Linked DNA regions of Mus musculus: region 1 is linked to region 2. The links are chromatin contacts, called in public promoter capture Hi-C maps. All regions are on one chromosome and are shown on one strand. Each heading gives the region's core, a stretch centred on a gene start, on an enhancer-like site or on the middle of the called end of the contact. The rest is flanking DNA. Distances are from core to core; before and after follow the strand shown.

Region 1 (5,304 bases), core at 2,193-4,692, 1.9 Mb before region 2:
GCTCAGCTTGCTTTCTTATAGAACCCAGGACTACCAGCCCAGGGATGGCACCACCCACAATGGGCTGGGCCCTCCCCCTTTGGTCACTAATTGAGAAAATGCCTTACAGCTGGATCTCAGGGAGGCATTTCCTCAAGGGAAGGCTCCTTTCTCTGTGATAACTCCAGCTTGTGTCAAGTTGACGTACACAACCAGCCAGTCCAGTACCCACCCATGCTTAGTTTTCCACCTGGATGAGAAGGCAGATGTAGTGGGCAAGAAACCAGTTATACACGTGAAATTAGGGGCACCTCAAGTAGAAAGGGGAGCCTGCCACGTGTGGGCAGAGAGAAGAACATCCCGGGAGCTGAGACCACTAAGGGCAAAGGAGAAGGAAAGAGCATGACACGTCTGTGTGAGAAAGGAAGGAGAAGGAAGAGACTAGATTCCCTCGGGCAGGAAGAAGGCAGCTGAGCTAGCACAGGGCTTTGGAATGGAGTCGTGGCCTCACTGTAAATGGAATGGGCAGTCTTGGGAGGTTTAAACCTTCCAATATTGACACATTTTGACATACACACACACACACACACACACACACACACGATGTTATGTGTCTAGATGCATGTGAGTACAGATGTCCAAGGAAATGAGAAGAAGGTTGGATTCCCTCTAACTGGACTTATAGGCAGCTGTGAGCCACCCAATATGGGTACTGGGAATTGAACCAGAATCCTTTGAAAGAGCAGTAAGTTTAACTGCCCACCCAGGTAGATCCTTGATTAGTGCTACTCTTGGGTCTGCCTCTAAGGTGTACTCAGCTCTCCCTCCTGCCTCAACCCCTCTCCAGTCAAGCACATGACATGACTCAGGGATACATTGGAAGCTAGCTTATTTTTAATATGTTTTGTAAGGACGGAGCTGGGGGAGGGGTGGCTGGAGATGGCTGGGCTCTGGAAGAGTGTTGCTAGTCCTACTGGTCTTCCTCAGCACTGCGGCGGCCAAAGTCCATCCATCCGTAGGCCTCTTCTTCTTCCTCCATTCGTGGCCTCTGCTTCTTGGACAGGTCTGAGGAGGTAACAGGAGGTAAGAACGGAGAGAAGAAGGCCAAGTCTCAAAGAACTGTGGGGTCAGTATGGAGGAACCATGGCTAAACCTGGCTGGCTCAGCAGCTACTACCTGCTATGAAGTGTTGAGGACCCTGGGGCCCCAGCTGCCTTCGATGGTGAGAGGCTGAGCCCAGCTTGTTGAACTGGCGCTGTTCCAGGTCCTCATTGGTCCCTGGTCCAGATGATGCATCCTGTAGCTGGGAGCGGGGCTTCCAAGAAGCTTCCGAGAAGGTAGCTAGAGCCAGCACTAAGACCAGCATGTACACACACAGTCGAGGCATCTTGTCTGAGAAGGGAAGAGAACTGGGCTTCAAGATGGGGCTATTCCATAGTCCCAGAGGTAAAGGGCTAGACCAGATGAGCTCTAATCTGCCTCGCTACAAAAAGAGAGAGGGAGAGGGAGAGAAAGGGAGATAGGGAGGAAAGGAGAGAGGGAGGGGGAGGGGGAGGGGAGGGGGAGAGAGATCTGGTTTCAATGGACTAAACTACAGAGCAATAGACTTCCTCTGATGTCCATATGGGTACTGGCCTTGCTCATCCAAATGTGTGTGTGCATGCACACATACACAGGCACACACACACAATTTCAAATGCAAAAAATCACCCACAATGACCATAGAACAGTATTTTCCAGACTGTTCCACCAGATGAGGCTAGGTCCGGTGACTCTTAGAGCTTAAAGTGAAATTTTAAGTAGCAACAACAAAGAGGCATGCGCACACTAAAAGGTGTTATAGATCATACACTGCCACTTGGAGACCACTAGTATGTCCATCAGAGGCTGGGCCCCATGGTTGCTAGGCAACCTTGGAGCAGAGGCTCCGCTGTGTTTAGCTGATGAACAGCCTGCAACTGTACTTATGCAGCTAAGGAAAATAAATTAAACCCAGCATTTGCAGCCAAGCTGTGGGGTGAGTCAAGTCTGGGGAAACCACAGCTTGGACCTAAAGTAGAATGCCCAAGCAAACATCAAGTTCCAAACCTTATCTGTTCTTGGGACTTGATATTTTCTGTTTTGTTTTTGTTTTTGCTTTTTTTTTTTTTTAACTTTCCCCCGTAAGAAAAATGTGTATTAAAAGATATTAGAAAAAAACAAAAACAAAAACGCCAGGCATAGTGGCGCATGCCTTTAATCCCAGCACTCAGGAGGCAGAGGCAGGCAGATTTCTGAGTTCGAGGCCAGCCTGGTCTACAAAGTGAGTTCCAGGACAGCCAGGGTCTTACAGAGAAACCCTGTCTCGAAAAACTAAAAAAAAAATATATTAGAGGCTGTGAGTGTTGGCACATGCTTTCAAACCCAACACTCAGGAAGCAGAGGCAGGCGGATCTCTGAGTTCAAGGCCAGCCTGGTCTCTACTGGTCTCTATATAGAGCTAGTTGCAGGACAGGCAGGGTGGTACTAGAGAAACCCTATCTTGAAAAAAACAAAAAAACAAAAAACAACCAAACAACAACAACCAAAAAAAAACCTTAAAAATATTAGCTTCTTATGACAAAATTCTCAAATGAGATGTTCTGAGGGAGAGAAATATTTGTGGCTAATAAAGAAATGTTGAAAATCGCAGCTGGACTTGCTGGCTCCTGTTTCTGTCTCAGTACTTGGGAGGCTGAGGCAGGATTGCCTCACTCTCAAGGTTCTGTGAGTGCTAGGCAAACCAGGGCTAGAGTGATACCCTTCCAAAAAGAAAGAATGAATGAAAAGGGGGAAAAAATCAATGCTATAGACAATTGTTCTGTCCAATATGAGCCATACAGCTTGATAAATATGGCAGTCACTAGTTATTTGTGTCTCCTTACATTTGAATGAATTGCTATACAATTTTTCCACCTTTGAACTAGCCACATGATAAGTACTCCTGTGGCTAATGGCTGCTATATAGGAAAGTGCGGATTTAAAGCATTCTCATTATTGCAGAATTTTCTTTTAGGTAGCACTGGCCTAGGAAAGGGCTTGCGACGGGACCCAGAGCTGTGAGTTCCAGTCTTAGCACGTCCTGTCTTCTAGACTTCAGTTTTCTCATCTTAGCAATGGGGGATAGGCCCTCACTTGCTCATCTCCCTGGCTGGCAGGAGCCCCAGGATCATGGCTGGGTTCTAAGTGAAGCAGAAAGGCAGGCGGGAATCACGGACAACAGTGTGGCCTTAGAACTGCGACTCAGTTCCTTCCACTCTGGGCCAAGCAAGGGACCCCATCTCTGGAGACACCATGGCCTGGAGCCTCTAAAGGCAGGGGGCTTGTCAATTCTCATCCTTGCTGTCCCTTCCCTCCCCTCCCTTTCCCTCTTTTCCCTTCCCAATTTCTCACCCACAGAGCTGGGGAATAGTTGGCTGTTGTGGCGCTGGGTCAGCTCTGCTCTGTGCGCTGCTCCAGGTCTGCCTTATAAAGCCCTCGAGGTTCCTCCCAAACCCTCCTTCCAGGTGAGGCCAGACTCCCCACAGCAAGAGAAATGGGCCTGGAATGTAGGTTCAACCTGTCACTCTGCCCCACCCTGTCACAGAGCTGTCAATCAATTAGTTATTTATTCAGAATATGGGGAAAGGGAAGGGCTGAAACAGGGAGGAGACAGACAGGAGACAGATTCCCTGGGCTCCAGAGCAGCTCATTCTACTGTATGCCTTGGGCCATCGGCTTCCTAGTCTTCTATTGGACTACATCCCATGGGGCGGGGCTGAGAGGAGAGGGAAGGGAGAGAATGAATGAGAATCAAATGACCAATGTGCGCATATGTTGATGTTTGATGAACAGGTAGTGTATGCATGTAGGCTGACTTATTGATCCCTGTCCCCTCCATTGGGCTTTGCAAACAGGATATCATTGTCATAGTTATCAGGAGCAATGGGCCATGGGCTGATGGGCTTGCTCTTTCTGTTGAGATTCTCATGTTGGTTGCCTTGGAACCCTTTTATGCTCCTGTTACCATGGAAAACCCTCAGCATCTCTTGTCTATGCCCTCTATGTTGGGCGGGATCTGCCCAACACTCTTGGACCCACTCCTTGGGTTTGCACCTAATCAGACCTCTAGCCAGCCCCCTACTGGGAGCCAGTTCCTTGAGGACCTTGTGTTTCAAGACTCTTCCATGTTGCTTTCAGGGGTAGGTTGTGATTTGCATAAAGAATTCATAACATTGCAACAAAAAAATTACATCTTAAAGTGGTTAGTGAACGAAGGCATTTTTTCAAAGATGTACCGGGAAAGAAAAATGATACATTTCTTGGTTTATTTGATAAACTTCCACCTGAATGTGGTTTGCAAGGTTATAACAATCTCTAGACTTTTTTTTCCATAACTGAGATGAGACATTTGCTCTCATGTATGCGTCATTGGGCCCCCTTTCCTGTCTTGAGGAGCTTTGATGTCCCTTGGGTCTTGTATAAGGGCAGTGGTACCCACGCTCGCAACCAGCCTTGCTGAGAATTAACAGGTGATGAAGGATGCAGGCTGCACTGTGGCCATGGCAACCAGCACCCAAATGTTCTAGTGAATAACCACTCTAATACAGAGCAGGACACGGTGACTCAGCAGATGGAATAAGAAAAAAATAAAAATAAAAAGAAGAAGAAGAGGAGGAGGAGGAGGAGACAAAACGCAGTACAGGCATTGACAGTAATTAATTGAAACACAAAAATCTCAGAGATAGAAGGTATTGGAGGGGGTTGGGAGGAAGGACATGGTAAGAGCAGCTCTTCTCACGTCCTGGGGGGGATGGAGATGCTGGTGTTGCTATGGTAACAGGAAATTACAAGCTTTCCAGAGAGCTAGGTTGATTTCTGCCTGTGGATCAGGTTATGCCCCCGGCTGTTCTTCCCCCAGCTAGGATGGCAATTATTATAAACAGCAGCCTGCCTCCTATTCAGCAGTGGTGGCTGTCATTGTAGGCACTGCAAAGTGCCCATGACAAGGGTCCTCTTCAGAGATGAGAGGCATAGCCCTTTCCCTCGGGTGTGCGCACTGCATATTGTGCTCACAAAGGCCTGTGGTTGGATAAAAGGGAAGGCTTCCTGGCTCTCCCCTTTTCTAGTTGTTGAGATGCTTTCTCCTCCAAACATTGTAGGGGAAATGACTTGAGGGTGGGCCTTGGGACAATGCAATATCCGAAGCATTTTGCACAGCACCCGTGGAAATTTAATACATTTTGCACTTTTCTCCTCCCTTTGTCTATGTTGAACCTCAGTTAGCCGTCTCTGTGAAATGGGATTCATTCATACAGGCATCACAGG
Region 2 (5,627 bases), core at 2,554-5,053:
GAAGAAGAAGAAGAAGAAGAAGAAGAAGAAGAAGAAGAAGAAGAAGAAGAAGAAGAAGAAGAAGAAGAAGAAGAAGAAGAAGAAGGGAGAAGCTGGGATCAGACGGGCTGTGCTTGCTCTGGTGATGGGCATGAGCATACAGAACCGGAGCTCAGTGTGTTTGCTGTGTACTGCAGGGGAAGTGGGACTTATTCTGTCTCTGCAGAAGGCCTCTGTAGGGGGCAATCTCAGGTTGCAGGCGCCTGAGAGGAGGAAGCTACCAGTTGCTAGTTTTTGCACACACTGCTCAGTCAGTTATAAACACTAGGATTTTGATCAGAGAAAAGCTTTGCCATTCCTCTGTGCCTCGTGGGAAGGAAGGCGTCGGAGGCATTGTTGTGTCATGTGAACAACACACATTTGCTCGGAACGTTCTTGGCTTCCTCGGCTCCCCACAAGCAACCAGTTCAGTTCATCTTTCCTTCCTTCACTAGTATAGTGGCTGCTATATCCCAGGGCTCCATAAGGCCGAATTGAAATAATGAGTTCATGATGTTCCATCCTGTGGGTTCACACCGAGAACCAAATATAAATTTGAAAGCAGGTTAAGCCAATAGAATGCAATACGAAAGGGGGCTCTGAGCTGGAGACCAGAGAAAGGGAGGACACCAGGTAATTGTTAGCAGGGAAAACATCCGAGAGCTGTCCCAGGAGACGGCATCCTGCCAAAAGACATAAAACCCCAGGGAGAGATGGCTTCCTCAGTGGGTAAGGACCTGCTGCCAAGAGTGACCACTTGAGTTTGATCTCTGGGACTCATGAGGTGGAAGGAGGCAAGTCCCACAGGTTGTCCTCTGACCACAGCATAACTGTGGCATGGGTATGCCCCGCCCCCTTCCACAGAAATAAAGAAAATGTACAATTAATCGATTAATTATTTTAAAGTAAATAAGGTGAAAATAACAACAAGTAGCTCATACAGCAAATGGACTGCTCCGGTTTCATTAAACAGCGCTCAGGCATGATCACACTGGTCAGAACGGGATTCAGGGTCTTGTAAATGGAAACAAAGAAGCAGAACAAGAGAAAAAAAAAATCCTGACTGGGAAGTGGGCAGGAGAAAACAGGACAAGAGAAAAGCAGCTCCGAATCCCTTCTTAGTTTTTGTCCCCAGGATCAACCCAGGGCCTAGACAGTGTAAGCACCTCCGACCTCTGTTTCCTCCAGGTCTAGAAAGGATCAAAACAGAGAGAGTGCTTAACTAAGATGTCGAAGGCAGACCCAGACCTTCTGTTTTTGGTAGCAACTGGTTTCCTTTGGGATCTACCTTCTCTACATGTTCAGTTTGACTTTATGTAGCCTTTAGCATGAGCCACTCCCTGTTGCCTTGCTCTGGTTTCTCAGGGCCTCCTGCAGCTGCTCAGTTCAAACAATGGCCTCCCATAAAAGATACATCCTCAGAATAATAAAGACCAAAAAAAAAAAAAAAAAAAGGTAAAGGGCTGGCTGTAATATTAGGATTTGATTGTGTGTCTCTCATCAGCTACTGGGGACCACAGTGCCTGCTTTTTCATTTTAGTTTTCTTTGTTGTTGGGTTGTTTTGTTTTGGTGTGTGTGTGTGTGTGTGTGTGTGTGTGTGTAAGTCTGGTACTCAAAGAGATCCCCCTGCTTCTGCCCTTTTAATGCTGGGATTAAAGGTGTGTGTGACCCCACCTGGCTTGCTTTCTCATTTCAATTTCCCAGAGTGAACTGAGGTGGCCAATGCCTATACTCCCGCATTTAGGAGGCAGAGGCAGGACGATTCTAATTTGGAGACCACTCTGGGCTATACATTAAGACCTTATCTCCACAAAAACCAGTAATTTCCTCATCCCTATCAACTGGATGGTCCACTTCAAAGACAGTACTTACGTTATATTTAGCTGGAAGAAGTGTCATTCACAGAAGATTCAGGGTGAATGATATACCCTTGAGCTCTTCGCTGGTTAAATGAAGGTAATTCCATAGTACTTCTTGCTCATCCACCTTCGATTTAGTAATCCTTAAATCCTACCCCACAACCCTAATTCCCTCTCCAGGATGTAAAGAGAGAATTACCATGAACAAAAACAATGGGGGGGGGGGCGGGGAGGAGGGGAGGGAGGCAGGATTTAGTTACATGACATCAAAGCTACAGAAAGATTTGGGTGCTGGTGGTTGGGCACAGAGATGGGGGTGACTGAAGCAAGTGTCTCGATCAAGGTATATGTGTCTACATGCAATGCCTGAAAAGACAGGAAAAAGTTCTTCCATCCCCTGGAGCTGGATTTGCAAATGACCCTGAGCTGCCTCTGTGGATGCTAGGAACTGAGCTCTAGTCCTCTGCAGGAACAACATTCATTCTTCACTGATAAGCCACCTCCCCAGCCCCTGAGAGTGCAGTGTGTGTGAGTGTGTGTGTGTGTGTGTGTGTGTGTGTGTGTGTGTGCTGCAGCACACTTGATGTCAGAGGACAACTCTGTGGAGAGGATTCTCTTTTCCCACCTTTATTGAGTTCTGGGAATCGAGTTCAGTGAAGAGCCTTCACTCACAGGTGGCTAGCCCACCCAGACAGTTTTAAGTTGTTCATTTACTTAAAGAAGGAAAGAAAGAGAGAGAGAGAGAGAGAGAGAGAGAGAGAGAGAGAGGGAGGGAGGGAGGGAGGGAGGAAGGAAGGAAGGAAGGAAGGAAGGAAGGAAGGAAGGAAGGAAGGAAGAAGGATCTCAAAGTGTCTCCCATGGAAAGCAAAGTTCTACTTTAGTGCCAGAGGTGAGCAGGACAAGAAAGGACTCCATCCCATCGGGGAAAGACAAGCCACTACATAGTATCCATCCAGTGCTAACAATCATCCTTAAAACACAGCCTTTAATTGGTAACAGGAAAACAAGCAGGAGCAAGAGGGCCAAAGCACACAAGGACAAGAGACTCTGGAGACATGGACCTTTAAAGTGCATCTGGAGCAACAGAGTGAAGACCAGCAGGCCAGGCCAGGCTGAGTTGAGGAGTTAGTAAGGAATTGTAAGAAAGAGATTGGTCAACCTTGAATTTTAGAAAGTGGAGCCGTGGTTAGTTTTGGGTTTTGTTGTTGTTCGTTTTTGTGTTTGTGTCTGCTTGACACTGGCTAGGGTCATCTGGGAAAAGGGTACCTCAATTAAGAAAATAAATGCTTCCTTCAGACTGGCCTGTCAGCAAGTCTACAGAGGACACTCTCTTGATTAATAATTGACATGGGAGGGTCCATACCACTGTGGGAGGTGCCAACCCTGGGCAAGTGGTCCTGGGTGTTGTTAAGTGACTAAGCCAGTAGGCAGCACTCCTTCGAGGCCTCTGTTTCCGCTCTTACCTCCAGGTTCCTGCCCTGGCTTCCCTCCATGATGGCTTGTGATGGGGTGACATAAAGCAAACCCCAAGTTGGTCTTTATCACAGTAACACAAAGCTAAATAGGAGAGAAATGCCTACTGGAGGGGACCAAAGTAGAGACAAAGACACCTGTTAAGAAGTTCTTCAGCTCTTTTAATGGCAGCGTCTTTAATCAAGATGCTGACATAAGAAATGGGGATAAGTGGGGTACCCAGAACATTTGGAAACTGGAATCTAAGAGAGTGGGTGACAGAAAGGCGTCTGCTTGAAACAAAGACCGTGTAAAATAGAAGGGAGAAAGTACACTTAATTTGCTCCTGGGCGCAAATCGCCCCTTCTCCTTAGGTGCTGTATATGAAAAGAGGAGACAGCAGTATAGAGGTGGGGTACCCGCCCACTGAAATCCGGGAACTTTTATTTAAAGTGGGCGGGCGTCAGCGGAGGATGCAACGATGAACACAGGTACTTCCGGTTGTTACGGAAGTGGGACTTCGTCTTCTCCCAAGCTCCTCCCTCAGCGGCCGGGCACAGTGACAGAATGGCCAAGCGGACGGCGCCGCTGCTGCTGCTAACCTTGGCAGTGGGACTCGCGGGGGGTTCCCAGGGCGACCGCGAGCCCGTGTACCGCGACTGCGTGCTCCGATGCGAGGAACGGAACTGTTCGGGAGACGCACTGAAGCACTTCCGCTCCCGCCAGCCAATCTACATGAGCCTAGCTGGTAAGCCCCGCCCACCCGTGAAAGCCCCGCCTGTTCGTCTTGGCTCCGCCTACTGTGCCCTGCTGTTCTGCAACTTAGAACCTCAGTTTCCCTCAGCGTTCTCTCAAGAGTGTTAATGTCAGGAGCCTCCTGAGTGTGTGTGGAGGGGTGGGAAGGTGGGGGGGGGGCTATTGCATCAGCCTACCCCACCTTTCCAGAGGTTTCATGTTATTTATTCAAACCACTACTTTTTAAATACAAAGAAGACCTGAAGTAACCCAGGAAGCAGACCAGGAGCCTGCCCTTCTGGGCTTATAATCCCCAGGCAGGTGAACATTAGCCTTCTCCAAGACAGAATAGTTTGAGACCTAATGGGCCCATAGGTTAAGCACTATACGCATTTGGAAGTGAAAGGGACGGAGTCAGCTTCAGTGGGTGGAGGCAGGGTGTTCAACCACAGAACAATTTAAACAGGATGGAATTGATGTCAACCAACATATTGAGCACCCACGTTGGACGGGTGTCACAGCAGGTCAGCTGGCTTTCACCACAACCCCGTCAGATACTTTCCCTAATCCGCTTTAAAGATGAGAACACTCAGAGAGACTAAGTACCTTGCCCAAGGTCACACCGTCTGTAAAGTGGCAGAGCAGAATTCCCAGATCTGACCTGTTTGACCAACAGCTCCTCCACATTATTATCCGGTTTCCATTCCAGACAGAGGCAACAGAGAGCTTGGAGGTCCTAGGAGGATTTGGGTACATGAAGCATCTTGGTTTACCCAGAGATCAGGGAGCAGGAAGATTAGGGGCAATAAGGAAACAAAGGTACCGGGGAACCTGAGGAGTCTGATGAAAGGTCTGAGCTCGATTTTCACAGGACATAGGAGGGCACCAAAGATCCCTCCCTGGGTTCAGGATGGACAAGTATGAACCTAGGTCTCCAAGAGGGGCCTGCCAGATCCTAAGAGCTTAGATCAAGGGAGAAGAAACTATTCTCTTTGCTCCCACTGATATAATATATTCTCCCCCCCCCCCCGCTGTGTGTGTGTGTGTGTGTGTGTGTGTGTGTGTGTGTGTGCGTGCGTGCTCGAGCGCACACCCACCCTCTCTTCTCTGTCCAACTGGGAAGTAAGATTCTGAGATTTCCGCTGATTCTGTCCAGCCTTCAGGTCCTCTTGGTCTCCATTCGTGCCTGGAGGCTTATGCCTCCCTAAGTCCTCACACAGCTGTAGTCCTGTTTGTCTGTTTCAGGCTGGACCTGTCGGGACGACTGCAAGTATGAGTGTATGTGGTTCACTGTTGGCCTCTACCTTCAGGAGGGCCACAGAGTGCCTCAGTTCCATGGCAAGGTGAGTCGGGGGCTCAGGGATGGTACATGGTGGCCCTTCAGCCCCGAGCTGGTCCATGCCATCCCAGCAGCCTGAGATGCAGTGTCACAGGGTGCGGAGAGATAGGACAGGTACTTGCGCTCAGCATCTCTTCCTTTTCCAAGGGTGCCAGTGTGTCCTGCTTCTGAATTTGGAGGAATAAGGTCTGTGTCCCAAGCCAATTGTGATGGCACACACCTT

Evidence for each region. Promoter capture Hi-C pulls out the DNA fragments that hold promoters and counts their contacts.
Region 1: a contact with region 2 is called in a promoter capture Hi-C map of hippocampal neurons, with 5 times the contacts expected there. The contact joins the promoter of Gast here to the promoter of Pgap3 in region 2. A contact is called at or near these places in 2 of 39 promoter capture datasets (hippocampal neurons and liver).

The regions. Positions count from the first base shown.
Region 1 is chr11:100,332,545-100,337,848 of GRCm38.p6, reverse strand. It overlaps Gast (gastrin), which reads right to left and starts at 3,442. Exons shown (of 3, transcript NM_010257.4): 1 at 3,391-3,442; 2 at 1,156-1,371; 3 at 852-1,044. The coding sequence starts at 1,366. The coding sequence ends at 950.
Region 2 is chr11:98,398,666-98,404,292 of GRCm38.p6, reverse strand. It overlaps Pgap3 (post-GPI attachment to proteins 3), which reads left to right and starts at 3,803. Exons shown (of 8, transcript NM_001033537.2): 1 at 3,803-4,078; 2 at 5,311-5,408. The coding sequence starts at 3,898.